Linked DNA regions of Mus musculus: region 2 is linked to region 1. Evidence: chromatin contacts called from public Hi-C data. All regions are on one chromosome and are shown on one strand. The core of a region is the stretch at or near the end of the contact, and the rest is flanking DNA. Distances in the headings are between cores, read along the strand shown. Region 1 has its middle 26 kb from the start of Gm38838. Region 2 has its middle 40 kb from the start of Gm32223.

Region 1 (3,540 bases), core at 501-3,000:
TGTGGAGGACAGACATCAAATTCCCTCATTCTGGAGTTCAGAAGATTGAGAGACACCCAGTATGGATGCTGGCAACCAAGTATGGATTGTGAACAAGAGTAACAAAGTCTCTTAATTGCTGACTCACTTCTCCTGCCCCATGGCTCAGCTATTTCTGCCCAGCCCTCTTCACTTTTGTCTTTATTTACTGAGAATGGAGGATGACGGTGACTATTGCTTCCTCTACCACAATTCCTCCTGCACATGCCTCTGATGCCTTTGAGTGGGGCAGCCTGGCTTTGAAGGGTAAATGGGAGTAGTCCCGAGCACTCCTGTTGGAAGCTGTTTACTGGAAATGTAAATCGCACTGACGTAAAACATGAGACTGCTTCCATCTTGACACACAGACACAGCTTTTTGGAAACCGAGATTTTATTATGAAATCATAATTAAATCACTGCGTGCACATTTTTTTCCGGTCCATGAAATGACCATGAAATATGTCAAGTTTTTCCAGGAAGTCACTGTGAAATCAACACAAATATTTCCATCAAAAAATGGACCTTTGTGTAGATTAGAGCGAGGATTGCTGCAGGCATTCTGTCTGTGCTCCTCTAATTAAATGTTTCTTGTCAGAGGAAAAAGCTTTTAATACATTTTTTTGAAACTAATTTCATATCTGTGTGGCCTGGGCAGAGGAGGTTTGCTACAGAAATGGGAAATAAGGTCCTTCGGGGCCTGCTTGCACTTTTAGTCTCTATCTTGTGGCTGTAGGCAAAGACAACTGTAATAAACCTTCATTTCAAGGAGAAAACCTGCCTTGTGGTCTTCCCATCTAATGTGTCTTATCTGTTTCCTCTGCCCCCACACAATCTGTCTTATGACACGTGAGCTTCCTTCAGAATTCTCACACTTGAAGCCCACTACTTCAGTGATAGGAGAGTTTTCACGGTCTTATGTGTTCCAAAGCAGATATGTGGACATATTAAGGGAGGGACAGATGGCTGATCTAATCAGCTGTGGTCAAGTATCCACATGACAGTTCATTAACTCATCTTTAAATTGAGATGTGTACTTAACACATAGTTCTCAGTGGTAGACTGAGGTATTTGAGTTTTAGTTTTTGTGCAGATGTCCTATTTAAATTTACTTGAGAAAAATTTCATCTGGAATGGGTGATCATAACCTGTACAGGTTAATAAGGCTACCCAATTTGCATTTTATTTAAAATTCAAAACATTATCCCTTGAATAGAGATGCAATATGAATGTATTCAACATTTAGTTACAGGTATATACTTAGGGAAGGAAATATCTTCCTTGGATTGTGAGGTCAAAATCAACTTACTTAAATTATTATGTATAGCAAGGGTATGTTTTATTGAGTCGTACATAAAATTGGGAGTATATGTACCACTGTGGTGGCAATGCTTGTCCAAGGAAGTGGACCAAGGAATAATATATAATATAACATATATATATATATATATATATATATATATATATATACACACACATACATATATATTTATTCCCTTTGTTTATTCTTATTTACAAATTTTCCTATTATAAACCTGCATTACCTGTGTCACAAAATGTTAAAAGGAGAGATTTATATATAACACATGCACTTTGAAACATTTCTAATTTAAATGTACTCGCTGTTAGCAATTTCACATCATTTGGCTTGGCTCGCTGAGTTTCTCAAGTGATACCAGGCTGTTTATATTAGAGAGTACTACAAATTGGATAACCAAAAGCCTCCTAGAGAGAGCTCATAAAATGACATGGTTGGATAGAAACCTGAACAGATGGGCTAGCTCTGCCATGTGCTGCATGAACCCCACTGCTCGCAGTCTTTGGCCAACAGCACACTGGAAAAGTACAGTTCTAAAAATAAGTTGGTAGAAAGGGGGATGCGAATCTTTGAGTTGGGACTTGGTAGACAGGCACTTGTGAGGCTGTTTCACGTTTATTAACACTGCCTGTCTCTCTCTGTTTTTAGTGCTTGTGAAAAATAGTTGAGCTTCAGCAGGATCGTAGGAAGATGGACTGTAATGGGGGATGAGGGACACTCAGCCCTGCATTCCCCAGTAGTTCCACTGGTGTTAGTTAGCACATTACAGTGTAACTAACTCGTCAGAGTCGTGTCTTGTGATGCATGTGATGATAATAAGCAGGGGAAAGTGGAGATGTAATTGGCTAAATAAAATGACTAAGGGCAATTTTGGTTCCGGATTTTCTGGTGGCTGGAAATTAATGGCAAAGATCTGCAGACAGTACTAGGGTGTGTCTGTTATCTGTTTAGAGGTCAGATCCTACTTCTGAGTCATCTATCTGAATTATACAGAGAAAGAACAAAAGAACGTAAAAGTATTTGCTGTCCCAGTTTAAAATAAGATGTCAGTAAGAATGGAAAATTCCAATTTGGGAAATATTCCTTTCATAACTATCTGGTGGTTAACATCTCCAGAGATTGCTGAAGGATGTGTTTATCATATTGATAACAAAATAAAGGTGGGCTCTTCCATTTCTGTTAGAGAAATATCCTTTTCACCACTCATTGTTCACATTGAGCATCTATTTATATACCTTTCAATTGTACAATCCAAAGAGTATTATATCCTATTTTGTTAAAGATTAAAAAAAAATGATTTCCCTGGCATTACATTTAAACTAATTTAAAAGTTTTTAATTTTTCTTTAAAACTACTAAAGCTCTTAAATCAAAAGATATCATTTTAATCTCACACATTTTAATGAATAATTTACCATTATTTTGTTACCAGGAGACCACTGAGGTATTTTCATGTTTCATAATTGATTTCTTTCTCTTTAAATGCATACTTACATGGGTTGCTCACTTTTTGTGATTTCTTACTGTTTCTCACTCACTATGACAATTTTTGCAATAAAAATAAAGCACAGAAAATAATAAAATTAAAACAAAAACATTCCTGTTTGGGCATTTTATGGGATTCTTGAGTGTGTAAACATGTGTGTCTCTGTATCTACATGTGTTTCTTGTGGTTGGTTGTTTTATCATATTCCAATTTTTAAATTTTTATTTATTTTATTTTATTATTATTCCTGAGATTCCTTCGGTTTCTAAAAAGAGACAGAAAGGATCTAGATGGGAAGGGATGTGGGGAGGAGCTAAGAGGAGTAAGAAGAGGGGGAAACTGTAATCCAAATATATTTTATGAAATAAAACTGATTCAATAAAAGAAAAATTAATCAGGAATTTTTAGTCAAGGCATTTTTCCTTTCTACATGTTCCCTAAAAAGTAAGTTGCTCTAGTTCAATTAGATTTTAAAAATCTAATCTAACTCCAAATTTCTACTCAAATATTTTTTCAATTCATAATTTTATGTGTTTCCAATTAATGAATAAAGTTCTTACCATTACAAAAAAATGGATGCTGTGTTTCAGATGGTAAGTGATTGTTTAAAGTCAAACCTAGTTCATTAGCAGCTTGGGGACATCTACATCTATATCTATAGCTACATCTACATACTTCTATTTAATGATGTTTCTTGAGCCTTTTAGGGGGTGTTGGTGA
Region 2 (3,540 bases), core at 529-3,028, 300 kb before region 1:
CTGGCAGGACTGTTACTCATCTCCACACTTCTCCAACCAGTTTGTGGTTGTGCATCACAGAACTTAAACACATCCACATCCAGTGGTCCAGTAATCCATGTTTTAGAAACCAACCTGTACATTTTTATATCATCTTATTTGTTTGTAAGGAAGTTAATCTCAGAATTATTTAGATGTAAGGACAATCATTTAGAGGTAATCTAATTAAAGAATTGGTTCACTAAATTGTAGTACACGCAATATATCCATGAGCTGAATAGCTTGAAGAGGTGCACATATTAGGTGAAAAAAGTCAGGTGACTAAACCCAGGTATATTTATGACCCTAACCTTTATCCCTAGGCACGTACACGGAAAAAATATTCAAAGGGTTTTAAGACAGCTGTATCTACAGAATGCATGAAGGCTGATTTATGTCTTACATTTTGCTTCTGTCTATGCGTCTATGGTTATCATTTTTGTTCAGAAAACAAATAGTATCAAAACCCCAATCCAGTGGGCTGCAGTGAGCTAGGATTTAGTGGTAGCCTCTGCTCAAGAACATCTAATCATTTGAAATGGAAGCTGCTGTGCAGCTCTACATTTGTGCAGTAGAAGAAATACCTGCTCAGCGCCCCCAGGCAGCATTTGATTTGTACATATTTTCTCAGACTAGATGGAGTCCTGCCCTACCTTCCCTCTGATCGTGAGGCCACAGCAGCTATCCATGGGTTTTTGTCTGGAACTGCCATCCCTTAGGATGTGGTGATGGTTCTATAGACACCCTCCCTCACTTTTGTTCCCCTTGGTTTGTCTGCTGTTATACAAGGACAGAGAAACTGAAATCATACAACCATTTATTCAGTGTCACCCAAGTGCGGGTGATGGGGCTATGAGAGTGCAAACTCAAGAAGAATAGGTACTGAAGTGTGTGTGAATGGGGCAGTGGGGACCCGTGCATTCACTCGCCTTCTGCTTGAAGGAGTAAGCCACAAGCTCAGTTATCTCTCAGTATCTGAGGGAATAAGCTCTGTCCTCCAGCTCAAAGGATGCTCAAGTCCTATATGTAGACTGGCAGAGCATTTGCTTGCAACAGGCACATAGCCTCTCAAGTGCTTTGTTCAACTCCCTAGAGTTCATAATGCGTAAGTCAATGCAACTACTATGCAAATGGCGGTACTCAATTGTTTAGAGAACAGTGACACGGGGAAACACCTGCATGTTTAGGAAAGATGAAATTCTTCATTCATAGCTGGTGGAATACCTCTGAAACCTGTCTATATGTGGGGCTGACTATAAAGAAGTTTGTCTTCCTATGGAGTAAAATCCGGAGTCATTGTTTTTTCTCTGTAGTGGGAAAATGGGTAGATTTGTCAGAGCGAATGGAAAACACAAGTGGTAAGACCCTTTAAAGTTAGAAATAAGTTATGTCTCTACCATGCAGTGGGGAAAAAGTCCTTCCAAAGCTTTTATACATTTTTGATCAAAGAGTTGGGAATTTATCAAATGTTGCTCACATTGCTTTTTTGGATTAGTTGAAAATTTGTATTTATAATTTTTAAATATTTTTAATTTGTGTGTGATTGATCCATGGTGATTTTCTGGTAATAAGATTAAATCTAGATTTTGAGACCACACATTCTCCAATTATGCTTGTTAAGTTAAATTTCAAATTAGTTTTGACGTTTGAAAGTTGACCACTAGATGGCACTTAAAATCCATGAGACTAAGGGAGACCCAGCTTGGGAGGCAAGAAGACCCAAGATGGGAATCCAACTTGGAGTCTCAGAACAGTCTTATATCATATATTTGTAGGGAAAAAAAATAAACCCCAAACCAAACAAACCAAAAACAATCAGTCTCAAGATTATTCCAAAATTATTGGAGGGCAGGATTCTTAAACTGGACCTATAAATGACAGGATGTTTGTCTTTAAATTTAATTTCCCTTCATCTGAATTTCTATCGATATGCAGGATTTTGGTATTAAGACAACAGACTGCTGAGCTAATGAGGGTCTGGCAAATTGTGAAGGGCTGTGTTCTGTCTGAAAAGATTTGCAATGTGCACAGGGAATCAAAATGGGTTTCAATCCCAGCTCAGTGTCTGCTCTGTTGGCTGGTTCTCTCTCTCTCTTTCTCCCTCCTCCCCCCTCTCTCTCCCTCATTTATTTGGTTTCTGTTCTCTCATATATCAGAGCAGCAAGTGTGGTGTAACAGTTGGTTTCAGGGCCATGACGCAGGGAACCAATGTGCCTGGCTGTGGCTAATCTGGATGGAGTGACAGGTAAAGTTTGGAGGGATGGGAAGGCTCAGTTTTAGCCAAGCGTTATGCAACAGCATTGTGGAAAGGCACAGCCAAGTAAACAACATCCAGAGCTGCAGTGCTGTTTACCCGGCAGACTGTGCAGTCAGCACCAAGAAGGATGCTAGATGGGCAGGCGAAGGGAAGGCTTTGGTCCAGCCTCCATAGCCAATCAGTCACCAGGAAGACCTTGGGCGAGTTAATACATCTCTGAGCATTTCTTCTTACTTAGACAAAAAGAAGCTAGTTGAAATGATATCTGAAACTCTTGATGGAGTCATGTCAGGACATAATTTAAAAATTCTTACTTATTTATCCTGATGGTTTTTGATGTCGGTATAGATGGGATTTTGGCACCCTCCTTGCTTTCTACAGCAGACGATGGAGGGTGAGATACCTGGTTAGTGCTCTGACTTCAAATCTAGACAATCTCTTTCTTTCTCCCTCCCTTTTCCCTCCTTCCCTGCCTCCTGCCTCCTTCCTCTTCCCACACCTCACCTCACTTGTGCGCTCGTGAGCGTGCACACACACATAGAAGGTATGTATGCATGTGGAAGGAAGCTGCAGGTCAGCCCTGGCTCTCGTTCTTCAGAAGTCATCCACCTTGCTTTTTAAGACTCCCTCCCACTGGCCTGGATCTCACTCCTAGGATAGGCTGGCTGGCTTCTGAGCAGCAGGGATCCTCTTGTCTCTGCCTCCTCTGCACTGAAGTTAAAATCCTTCCAACCTTGTGGACTATGCCACCTTCATTTGGAAGCCAGGCACCCAGGCTCTCATGTTTCCTTCTATACCCAGTGAATCCAGATCTGCATTTTTATAGAGATTCCCCAGGTGACTCATGTGCTCAATATTACGTGGCCCAGGCTGGCCACAGAGAGCTAACCTCAAAGCTATTGTCATTCCTTCTCCCCCACCCCTCTTCTTTCCTATATAGGACTTCAGTCAGCTGAAACCTGAGACTTAGTCATTTTTTTTTTTGAGACAGGGTTTGTGAACCTCACAATACATCACAGGGTGTCCTTGAACTCATGATCTTCATACCATGGCCTCACAAGTGCAGAGACTGCATATGCAAGCCACCATGTCCAGCCCCCTTATACATATTTATTAAGGTCCCACTGTGGGTCTGTTTCTGCTGCCTTCTGGGTTGGGAGTTTTTGTGTTTCTTTCCTCATTGCTGTGAGAAAACATGGGTGAGGAGGAAGGGTTTATTGTGGCTTAGTTTAGGGAAGGATACAGGCAGCCCTTTGTGGTGGAGA

The links. A called contact is a pair of places that touch in the nucleus more often than the background predicts.
Region 2: a contact with region 1 is called in a Hi-C map of ventral hippocampal neurons, with 2.4 times the contacts expected there. The contact joins two enhancer-like sites. A contact is called at or near these places in 1 of 39 promoter capture datasets (hippocampal neurons), 7 of 484 Hi-C or Micro-C datasets (cerebellar granule neurons, cerebellum, neural progenitor cells and 2 more) and 1 of 115 datasets of contacts at active chromatin or transcription factors (astrocytes).

Annotation. Positions count from the first base shown.
Region 1 is chr6:81,470,046-81,473,585 of GRCm38.p6, reverse strand. No RefSeq gene overlaps it. Among named protein-coding and RNA genes, the nearest start is that of Gm38838, 26 kb to the right of the region's middle. Within about 2 kb of position 1,750, at least 16 of the 459 cell types and tissues checked have an H3K27ac peak or open chromatin away from gene starts, as enhancers often do. A contact at or near this core is called in ventral hippocampal neurons, where this site is marked.
Region 2 is chr6:81,767,544-81,771,083 of GRCm38.p6, reverse strand. No RefSeq gene overlaps it. Among named protein-coding and RNA genes, the nearest start is that of Gm32223, 40 kb to the right of the region's middle. Within about 2 kb of position 1,778, at least 33 of the 459 cell types and tissues checked have an H3K27ac peak or open chromatin away from gene starts, as enhancers often do. A contact at or near this core is called in ventral hippocampal neurons, where this site is marked.